Regions from separate parts of the Sus scrofa genome. Here region 2 is linked to region 1. A link is a contact called in public HiChIP or PLAC-seq data. All regions are on one chromosome and are shown on one strand. The core of a region is the stretch at or near the end of the contact, and the rest is flanking DNA. Distances in the headings are between cores, read along the strand shown. Region 1 holds the start of TTF1 (transcription termination factor 1). Region 2 holds the start of TSC1 (hamartin).

Region 1 (5,586 bases), core at 3,008-5,507:
GATGGCGACGGGACGCCAACGGCGCTGGAACGCTTTTGGTGGTTTTACTTTTAGGAAACTTATTGGTGGCCTACATAGAGGTCTTGTTTTCGTAAACAGCTCTGAGAAAAACCCAAGCATCACCACTGGACCGTGTTAAAAGCTACAGGGCTCTAGAAGGACTTTACCCTTGACTTTCATTTACCCCGACACCACTCACTGCCCTTCCCGCTTCTCCCTGCGCCACACGCGCGCGCTGCGGCAAAGAGCGCTACATATTTCCAGACGAATAGAGATCCGAATTCCAGGTCTAATATGACTGTTAATGCACTGGGTGTCTCAAATTAGTCACCTCTGTCCTCAGTGTATTCTTCTGTGAAACGGGTAGGGAGGAAAGTCGAGTTGGACGAAATCTAAGGCATCCCACTCTGAGCCGCAGAATAGAGGGACGTTGAAAAAATACAGATTCACTGAATCAGAATATCTGGAAAGGTTTCTGGGAATCTGCATTTTTAAAAATCTCCTCCCTCCTCTTCGGATTTTTTTTTTTTTTTTTTTTTTTTGTCTTTCATCTTTTGAGGGCCACACCTGCAGCATATGGAGGTTCCCAGGCTAGGGGTCTAATTGGAGCTAAGCTGCAGGCCTATGCCAGAGGCACAGCAACACCAGATCTGAGCTGCGTCTGCGACCTACACCGCAGCTCACAGCAACGCCGGATCCTTAACCCACTGAATGAGGCCAGGGATGAGACTGCAACCTCATGGTTCCTAGTTGGATTCATTTCTGCTGAGCCACGATGGGAACTCCTTTTTTTTTTTTTTTTTTAATATTCAAAGCTACAGCAACTTTGGAAGAAGAGTATAATGAAAGCCCATATAGACTTCAGCTAGATTCACTGGTATTTAGTGTCTACCACATTCTGTGTGTGTGTATGTGTGTGTGTGTGTGTACATGGATGCACATGTATATATTGCTGAATCATTTTGAAAATAACTGCAGACAGTATCATATTTGACCCTAAATATGTGTATCTGCCAAGAACAAGGAACTTGTACAGACCACAGTACTATTATCATGTCTATGGATTTTATTATGAGACAATAAAATAGCTCCTGAAATGCAGTCCGTATGCAAAGTTGGGAATCTGCACTTTTTAAGAGCTTCCCAGGGGATGGAATGCAGTGTTTTGGGAACAACTAGCCTGGATGATCTCTAGTCTACCTCCTAGTTCCAACCTTTTGTGGGGTCATTTACCCAATCACCATCTTCATTAAATGTGCAAATATCAATGAAATAAAGCCATTTGCAGCAACATGGATGGACCTAGAGAGTCTCACACTAAGTGAAGTAAGCCAGAAGAGAAAGGCAAATATCATGTGATATCGCTTATATGTGGAATCAAAAAAAAAAAAAAAAAAAAAAAGGAGTTCACTGGTGGTGCAGCGGGTTAAGCATCCAGCACTGTCACTGCAGCAGCTTGTTGCAAGTTTGGTTCCTGGCCTGGGGACTTCCACATGCTGTGGGTGCAGCCAAAATAAATAGATAAATTTTTAAACATATCAATGAACATATATACAAAACAGAAAGAGGCCCACGGACATAGAAAACAAACTTATGGTTGCCAAGGGGGGAAGGGGAGTAAGGAGGGATAGATTAGGAGTTTGGGATTAACAAATACCCACTACTGTGTATCAAATAGATAACCAACAGGGACACACTGTACAGCACAGGGAACTACACTCAATATTTTGTAATAATCTATAAGGGAAAGGAATCTGAAAAGATAGATAGACTGAATCACTTTGCTGTACATCTAAAACTAATACGTTATAAACCACTATACTTCAATTAATTTTTTTTAAACATCTGTGCAACTGGTGCCATTTATAATTTTGTTTTTGTCTTTTTAGGACCACACCCGCGGCATATGGAGGTTCCCAGGCTAGGGGTCGAATCAGAGCTACAGCTGCTGGCCTACGCCACAGCCATAGTAACACAGGATCCTTAATCCACTGAGCAATGCCAGGGATCAAACCCACAACCTTATGGTTCCCAGTTGGATTCATTTCTGCTGTGCCACAGTGGGAACTCCTCAGTTAAAATTATTTATTTATTTATTTATTTATTTTTGTTTTTTTGCTATTTCTTGGGCCACTCCCGCGGCATATAGAGATTCCCAGGCTAGGGGTCTAATTGGAGCTGTAGCCACTAGCCTATGCCACAGCCACAGCAACGCGGGATCCGAGCCACGTCTGCAACCTACACCACAGTTCATGGCAACACCGGATCGTTAACCCACTGAGCAAGGCCAGGGACCGAACCTGCAACCTCATGGTTCCTAGTCGGATTTGTTAACCACTGCGCCACGACGGGAACTCCGTCAATTAAAATTTTTTAAATAGGGAGTTCCCGTCGTGGCTCAGCAGTTAACAAATCTGACTAGCATCCATGAAGACGAAGGTTTGAACCCTGGCCCTGCTCAGTGGGTTAAGGATCTGGCATTGCCTTGAGCTGTGGTGTAGGTTGGAGACGCAGCTCGAATCCCACGTTGCTGTGGCTGTGGTGTTGGCTGGCAGCTACAGGTCCGATTTAGTCCCTAGTCTGGGAACCTCCATATGCTGTGGGTGTGGCCCTAAAAAGCAATAAAATCAAATAAATAAAACTTTGAATAAAAAAATGTACAAATATCCATAAGGCCCTGGGGAAGGGGTTCACCACAGAGCAATCTGCACAGACAACAAACTAGCACTTCAAAGCCTTACATACCAACAGTGGACAACACCAGCACTAAATTTCCCAAGGAAACCAGGCAGACTTGCATCTGCTCATCCAAGAGCAGCCCTTGGGTGGTGACGTGTGTGTGTGTGTGTGTGTGTGTGTGTGTGTGTGTGTGTGTGTGTGTGTGTGTGTGTCTTATGTATGCTTATGGCTTATCTAGCTGCTTCAATTCCAGACTTCCACAGAAATACAGGTTGTGCACTTTTTTTTTTTTTTTTTGTCTTTTTGTCTTTTGTTGTTGTTGTTGTTGCTATTTCTTGGGCCGCTCCTGCGGCATATGGAGGTTCCCAGGCTAGGGGTCGAATCGGAGCTGCAGCCACCGGCCTACACCAGAGCCACAGCAACGCGGGATCCGAGCCGCGTCTGCAACCTACACCACAGCTCACGGCAACGCCGGATCGTTAACCCACTGAGCAAGGGCAGGGACCGAACCCGCAACCTCATGGTTCCTAGTCGGATTCGTTAACCACTGCGCCACGACGGGAACTCCTGTGCACTTTTTAATTAAAGATGCTTGGCAGCTCACACAGAGGGAGCCAGATGGTATAGAGCAAGGAGCAGGATACTGGAGTAGATCCCAAGTTTGAATCCTAGCTGGAGCCGCACAAGTCCCCTGGGACAAGTTACATGAAGCCCTAGTTTTCTTACACACAAGGCAAGGCTGACACTACCTAATAAAGATTCCTGAAACATGGGGTTGTTATTGGATTAAATGAGAACTCTTGTTGGTGTGATTATGTTTACTATGCAATAATGCTAAAAGTTTGAGTGGCATGGACTGGACTGGACTTAACGGCCTGCTTACAGCTTTACTTTCAGTCATAAGCTCAGTTTCTTCAGGACTCAGTGGAAATGGGAGACTCAGGATAGATCTTCAAGGCTTCTTTAGCTCTACCCATTTAACCTTGCACCGGCTGACCTCACCTACTGCCCTGCCCCTCATTCACTGTGCTCGGCCACCCTGGCCTTCTTTCCGTTCCTCCAACAACCAAGTTCAGGTCCTCTCTATTTGCTCCCAGCCTGGAACACTCTTCCCTGTAGATTTTTTCCCACCCTCTTCATTTGGAAAAACTCACATGTCACTTGTCCAAGAGCCTTCCCTACTATCCAGCTTAGCACTCACTGTCGCGTCTTTCTCCATCACATTACCCTGTTCCATTTTCCTTGTATGATAATGTTAAATTCTTTTTATGTGTTTGTTCTTCGTCTTCCTCGGGTTAACCACCCCGTTCACCCCTCGACTATGAACGGAACTCAGCCAAAAAACAAACAAAACAAAAAACAACCTGTTGAATAAACGGAATGCAAGCATGATGTAGCAAGTCAATGGAGGGGCTCTGTCCCACTCTCTTATTTTTAGGTCTTGCTCTATTCCACCCCGCAAGACCCCAGAAACAAAACCGGGAGAAAGCAGCGCGGGAGTCACAGCCTGGGGGCCTACGTGCTGCTGCGACAGCGCGATGCCGGACGGGGGCGGGGCCCGGAAGTGACGCACAACTACTTCCGCTTCTACAACCCCGGCACTTCCGGATTGGAAGGCAGGCGAGGACGCGTTCGGACGGTAGGTGAAAGCGATTTTTACTTGTTCCGGGTTTTTTTTTCCCCCGGGCTCGTCTGTAAAGCGAGCGGCGTGTGGCTGCTGTCATCGCGCGGGGGACCCGCCTTTGGCCCAGGGCCCCAGGGATGGGGTCGCAGCCGCTCCAGGCCCTTCCACACGGGAACCAAGGCCGGGGTCGAGAGTCGGCCGCTCGTTGGTTCCTCCCTCTCAGCTCCGGAACGCCCACCCCGGAGCGGAGCAAGGTCTCGCTGGCACCGCAAAGCGGGGACGGAATCCGGGACCAGGCTTGGGCACGTCCCTTCAGGCGGGAAGTGGTGTGTTCAGAATAAGTGGGGAGGTAACCATTTGGGAGCCAGATGGAGAGGAAGATCCCAGTCGTTAGGAGGCGGGTTAGGTCACAACCGAGCGAAGTGCAGTCGGAAAGCAGCCAGAGTATTGAGAAACGCTGCCGAACCGGGAGGCGGGACTCAGTTAAGGGATTAGAGGACGTGATGGCCAAACTTAAACCAGTTATAGCTCAGAAAGGTAACGTGGAGGGAAAGCATTCTTGGGAGGATGAGATGCTGTTGCAAAGTCCCTGAGAACGAAAAGGAGGGCCGTGCTGTATTCTGAGAACAGAAGGAAGGCAGGATGTCTGCAACCCAGAGACATGAGAAGTGGAGAGGTGGACATGGACCAGACTAGCTCATGAAGAGCGTGGTAGGTCTGTAAGGATTTGGGATTTTATCTTAAAAATAAGAGGGAAACTAAGAAGTTTTTAGTGGGGAGTGATGGTATATTTAAAAGATTGAGCTCATTTCAAGAAATCAGAAGGAGAAGCTACGGGGGTATTTACAAAAAGGAAAGAAACTGATGGAAAGTAAAAGAATATTTGAAGGAATTGTCTGCTCTGTTCATTGTTATTAGGAGATCCTGGAAGATGAGCCAGGAAAGTGTCTCTTGAATTTAATCTCTTGAAGGTCATAGGCTTTTTTTTTTTTTTTTTTAATCTTTTTTTGGCATTTCTTGGGCCGCTCCCGCGGCATATGGAGGTTTCCAGGCTAGGGGTCGAATCGGAGCTGCAGCCACTGGCCTATGCCAGGGCCACAGCAACGAGGGATCCGAGCCACGTCTGCAACCTACACCACAGCTCATGGCAGTGCCAGATCCTTAACCCACTGAGCAAGGGCAGGGATCGAACCCGCAACCTCATGGTTCCTAGTTGGATTCGTTAACCACTGCGCCACAAGAGGAACTCCAGGTCATAGGCATTTTTTACCAGAGCAGTCTTG
Region 2 (5,186 bases), core at 1,236-3,735, 470 kb before region 1:
CATGTTCTCACAGCCCCTGGTGGTCCATATGAAAAGAACAGTTACCCTTCTTCTTCCAGACACTGTATAAACAGTAACAGCGGGCTGATGGCCCCCTGGAGCACTGCTCCCTTCCAAGGAGGAGAGCATTCCAGCAGGATGAGGTCACGGGGAGCCAAGGAAAATTGGGGGAAGGGGAAGCGGCGGGGGTGGCTCCTGGGGCGGAGCTCTGGAGCTACGCCCATCCCTTGGCTCCATCCCTTGACCTAAGGCTCCCAATCACTGGTGGTCCCAGAATGTGCCGAGGTGTTAATGCAAAGGCAGGAGCCTGATCCTGGGCAATGGTCTGGGGCTGGGGGTAGGACCGGAAGAAGCCGGACCCCCTCTCCTCCCCCATCCCTTCCATCTCTGTGCCCCAAGCCGACTCTGCTGGGTGGTTACACAGATGAAGTCAGCATTTGCTGCATAATTCCAGCCAGTGACCAGATGCCACCTGCCAATGCCGCTGACAAAGTAATGAAACTAACATGTATTGAAATAGATGCTATGCTAGTAACAGCTTAACTGTCTCACTGAATCCACCCCAAGTCCCGGTTAGGTAGCTGTCATTATTACTGTTATTATTTTTATTTTTAGGGCTGCACCTGTGACGCATGCAAGTTCCCAGGCTAGGGGTCGAATTGGAGCTACAGCTGCCAGTCTACACCACAGCCACAGCAACGTGGAATCTGAGCCGCGTCTGCCATCTGTGCTGCAGCCTGCTGAAACGCCAGATCCTAAACCCATTGAGCGAGGCCAGGGATCGAACCCGCGTCCTCATGGAAACTAGTCCGGTTTGTTTCCGCTGAGCTATGACAGGAACTCCAGGTAGGCGTGACTATTACCCCTATGTTGCAGGTGAGGAAACTAAGGCTCCCCCAATTAGCAGAAGGGCAGAAACCTGCCTTCAGACTAGTCTGCTGAACCATGACCTCTTAGGCTGGTGGAACTCCCAGCTCAATGCCCACCTTCCCCATTAGCCAGTAGAGTTAGAAAAGTTGTGCACTGCTCAAGGGCTCCCAGGAGGCTTGGGAAGGGGTCAAAATACAGCTGGGTCTCTGCTCCCGTGCGCTGTGGGCCCAGAGGGCATGCCTTTTGCTACTTCTCACAAAGGCACCATACCGGCCAAGAGCAGCCCCACCCCAGATCTCGCCAGGCCTCTTGGAATTCTGACAGCCCCCTTGACAGCACCCAGCATGCTGACCACTCAGAGAGCAGGCCCCTTAAACCATATGGGGCCTTGCATTGTGACTCAATTGGTTCCCATGACAAACCTGTTATTCCCATAACTCACCCAGCATTTATTGCCTCCAGCCGCTTGCTTCTTTGGTTCTTGGCCTGGAATACCCTTTTCTCCCCAGAAGCCTCTCCCGATTCTATTTCATGAAACCTACCTTTCTTTTAAAACCCAGCAGGAGGCCCACTCTTTCAAAAAGCCTTTTGAGACCCCACAGTGGGACGTCACCTCATTCTCTGCGGCCTCTCTCACACCTCTTTGCTTTGCTTTGCTTTGGTGCCTAGCGCTCACCATCACCTGCCTCAGATACCAACCATCACCTTTACCTGGCCTGGGTCACTGTGCTAAACACTCTCCATACTTTTCCTCCAGGAATCCTCCCGTCACTCATGTTACCATGCCCATTTCATAGAGGAAGAAACTGAGGCTCAAGGGACCTCAAGACTTGCGCAGATTTACACAGCTAGGAAGAAGCAGAGGAGGCACCGAATGGAGGGGTTCTGCTTCGAAAGATGCCTGCCCTGCTTAGGGTGGTTTTCCACATAACGTCGGAAATGTTAGCAACCTGAGGTTAGCAGCCACCGTGGTTCTTCGCAGCCCCAGAGATGCGCTTTGGCAAATACTCTGCGAAGGACAGAGGTTGCCCTGGTGCAGCTTTGCTCCTTTCCTAGCGATGAACTCCTTTAAAGATCTAAAGCAGACCCTTCCTCCACAGAGGTACCCACTGGCTCCTTGGGAAACAAGATCGCAGCTCTGCGGCCGGGAACGGGGAGACCCTGGGCCGGGAGCGGGGGCACCCGGATCTGTGAGCGGAGACACAGCATCGGAAAAGCAGCAGACACACAACCACACCCAGCCGGGAGAACTTGTTTACGCCTCTTGCACGGCCCCTCCCGCCGGGCCCGGCCACGTGACCCGCCCCGCCCCTCGCTCTCTCGCGTGGCTCCTCCCGCCGCGCCGGCCTTCTTTTTGCCTCCTTCGGAGTCACAAGATCTCTCAGCGGCCCCCTTTCGGAATCCTTCCGCCCGTCCCCGCCCCCTGCCTCACAAACTCTTCTAGGTTCTTTCTCGATCGGTTAGCACCGTCAGGAATGAGAAAGGACGTCCTCTTCCGTCCCAAGGGGCTGCAGGCCGCGGTCATCTGTCGTCGGGCTCGAGGGGCAGGCGACGTCTCGCTGGGGACTCTTTTTCGTGGCGGAGGCTGCCGCCGGCTGTGGGCATTTCACGACGGGGGGAGGTGCTGTACGTCCAAGATGGCGGCGCCCTGTAGGCTGGAGGAACTGTGAGGTAAACAGCTGAGGGGGAGGAGACGGTGGGTGAGTATGGGGGTGTCCCCCCCTCCTTTTCACGGGGGCTTCTCGGGGCATTCCTGGCACCATGACCCTAGTCCGGGAGGCCCTGCGGGGCTGGGGCAAGGGGCCCACTTGCCGGGGAAGGGACTCCGGGAAGGGGGTTTCGGAGAGCGTTCCCCTCCCTCTTGTTACTCGCAGTCTGTGGCCGGGCCCGGCGGGGCTGGAGGGTCTCTAGGGAGGAGAGGCGGCCCCGGCCGGCGCCTCGCCCTCCTCGGCGGCGGAGGGACGGCTGCACCCCCCAGGCCGCGGTGCCGACGGCAGGGGTGAGGTGGGCCCCTTCGCCAGCCCCTCGCTTGGTGGGGTGACAGGTTCCCGCGGGGTGCGGAGAGCGGGGGGAGGCCCTCGCCGGAGGGGAGAGGCCGGGTGGTGGGGCTGGTCCCGGGGCTGGAGGAGAGCGGTCAAGGGTAGGGGGCGGGGAATGAATGGAGGCTGCCTGTGGGCATCGCGGACCCGCCGGGATTCGGCGTCTCCGCCGAAAGGTGCACGACCGGAGTGCCTCGCTCCAGGTGTGCTTGTGGGTGTGTAATCGACGACGAAAGACAGTTACCTTCGAGTCAGCAGAGGTGGTTCTTAGGAGACAGCGGTGTGCAGAGCCACTCCTAGACGCTCATTCATTCATTTGAGGAACTGGAGGGTGAGGAGTCCGCAGTCCGAGAGACCTTTAGAATTAAAGCTCTTTCTTTGTGTTTCCCGTTAGAGTTTTTGCTTCATGTGTTTTGGATTCGGAGGTAGGGATGGGGGGCTCCTGCCTGCTAACCACAGCTTGTTTATGGAGCAGCCCCGGTGGAGGTGCTTTGCAGTCATCGTCTCCTTTGGCCCCCAAGACAAAGAGGAGAGGCAGCCACTCCATTACTCAGATGGAGAAACTGAGGCCCAGAGATGTTAGGGTGCCTTGTCCAAGGTTGCTCCTCCTAAGATGATCTGACCAGGACTCGAACTGGGGTCCAGCTGATTCCAAGACTATGCTCCTATCTTTATTTGTACTCACATGACTAATTTATCTGTTATTTGATCCAAGCTAGTCTGTCATTCTAATTAGGTGGTTAGAATTAATCAGTTGGCCTAGGTTTGTGCATAAGTGACCGTTTGTGTGCGCGCGTGTGCGTGATTTTGGAGAGAGGTGCACTTGGTTATATACCAGAGCTTTTGTTTGGGATGGCAGTATAGTGCCTGTAAACATGTTAGTCTAAATTAGGCTGGAAAGTGTTTGCTGTTTTCATAAAACTGATGCATTTACTGCAGAAGGGAGCCTTGCTAAAAATCCTTGCTGGATTTTTAATAGAAAGCATAGAAATAGCACTTCCCTTTACATAGAGTAAGCTGTAAAAGTACTAAAATAGAATAATACTCTTCTGAGATACTGATTTATAATTTTGGGATCAACTTGGAGTCGCCTGAATTCAAACCTCCTGGCAAAGTGGAGCTGTAAATTTCAAGAAGCATTATGAACCCGACCCTTGTGGGAGCCCCTGATTTACTGAACAACCACCTGTGATTCTTAAGTTGAACATTCTGGAGTAAACCTGGAGTATGCAAATGTGGAAACTGATTTAGGGTTGTGCAGGGAAATGCACCTTTAACAGTCATGCATCAGGCAAATGAGGCTCCTCAGAAACACTGAAACATTCTTTGCTATTGCCCTGGGGAGCTGCAGCATCTTCCTCTAACCACCTGGTATAAACTTAAGGGGTATTTATAGAAGATGTAAATGGAAAATATCCTTTTACCAAAGTGAATATCTTATCCCAAACACTCTTATATCACGTGTGTGGCGAGGCAGATGATGTAAGCCTTCCTTGCCTCATGCTTTTCCTGGTGTCACAAAGACTTTGGTAGGTTCCTAAATTCCTAGTTAGACAGAGTCTTAGGTGACTACAGGCGTTCTTATTTTCCTTAAATTGGAATGTCCCAAATCCCATGACTCAGTTGTACTCTTCCTCGCTGGGTTGACAGCAAAGACTGCTGCTCTGGGGGGTGTCATATGATGCTTTCTGTGCTCGCCTGTTTTCTTGTGAGGTGAAACTGGACAGTCTTACTAGGACAAATCAAATACATACTGTCTGCGTGATGTTTCCAGAATAATGAAAGGTGTCCAGCAGAACCTTCTTGCTCAGATGTCCGGCCTCATAGTAGGTAGACTTGGATATTCATTCGGTCTTTGAGGACGCTCTGGATATTCCTTTTAGAAGAAGTCATAGGTGATTCTGATGCGCATCAGAGGTAGAGGACCAGTGGCTAAGGTATCAATTTGGCTGTTTTTCTTTTAATTTATAATTTATGGCAGAGGCTTTTCTTAAAATAGCATCTCACCTCTGGTGTATGTAGTGGTGGGTGAGTTTTGGGCTCTGAATTACAGCTGACTTGATCTTACCGATCTGTCTTCTTTCCGACTTTGTTAGGGTACAGGTCTGTTCTCTTGTGGGTCCTAGGGCCCCAGTGGACTGAAATGAACTTTTCCTGCAATTAATCGGGTATTCTTGGATGCAGATGAGCCAAATACAGCACTACATCAACACTTCGAGCTTGTCGAAAAGTCGCATCGCTTTCGATTTCTCACAAGTCACTGAAGTTCTCTGAGCT

The links. HiChIP or PLAC-seq counts read pairs in DNA pulled down with a chosen protein or histone mark.
Region 2: a contact with region 1 is called in an H3K27ac HiChIP or PLAC-seq map of alveolar macrophages. The contact joins the promoter of TSC1 here to the promoter of TTF1 in region 1. A contact is called at or near these places in 2 of 5 promoter capture datasets (fetal skeletal muscle and liver), 10 of 47 Hi-C or Micro-C datasets (alveolar macrophages, embryonic fibroblasts, fetal skeletal muscle and 7 more) and 2 of 2 datasets of contacts at active chromatin or transcription factors (alveolar macrophages and skeletal muscle).

What each region holds. Positions count from the first base shown.
Region 1 is chr1:272,211,175-272,216,760 of Sscrofa11.1, reverse strand. It overlaps TTF1 (transcription termination factor 1), which reads left to right and starts at 4,257. Exons shown (of 12, transcript XM_021070753.1): 1 at 4,257-4,318. CFAP77 (cilia- and flagella-associated protein 77) reads right to left here and starts at 180. Exons shown (of 7, transcript XM_021085476.1): 1 at 168-180. The coding sequence starts at 180.
Region 2 is chr1:272,683,247-272,688,432 of Sscrofa11.1, reverse strand. It overlaps TSC1 (hamartin), which reads left to right and starts at 2,485. Exons shown (of 24, transcript XM_021070814.1): 1 at 2,485-2,566. It overlaps LOC110256471 (a long non-coding RNA gene), which reads right to left and starts at 2,216. Exons shown (of 3, transcript XR_002338027.1): 1 at 1,313-2,216.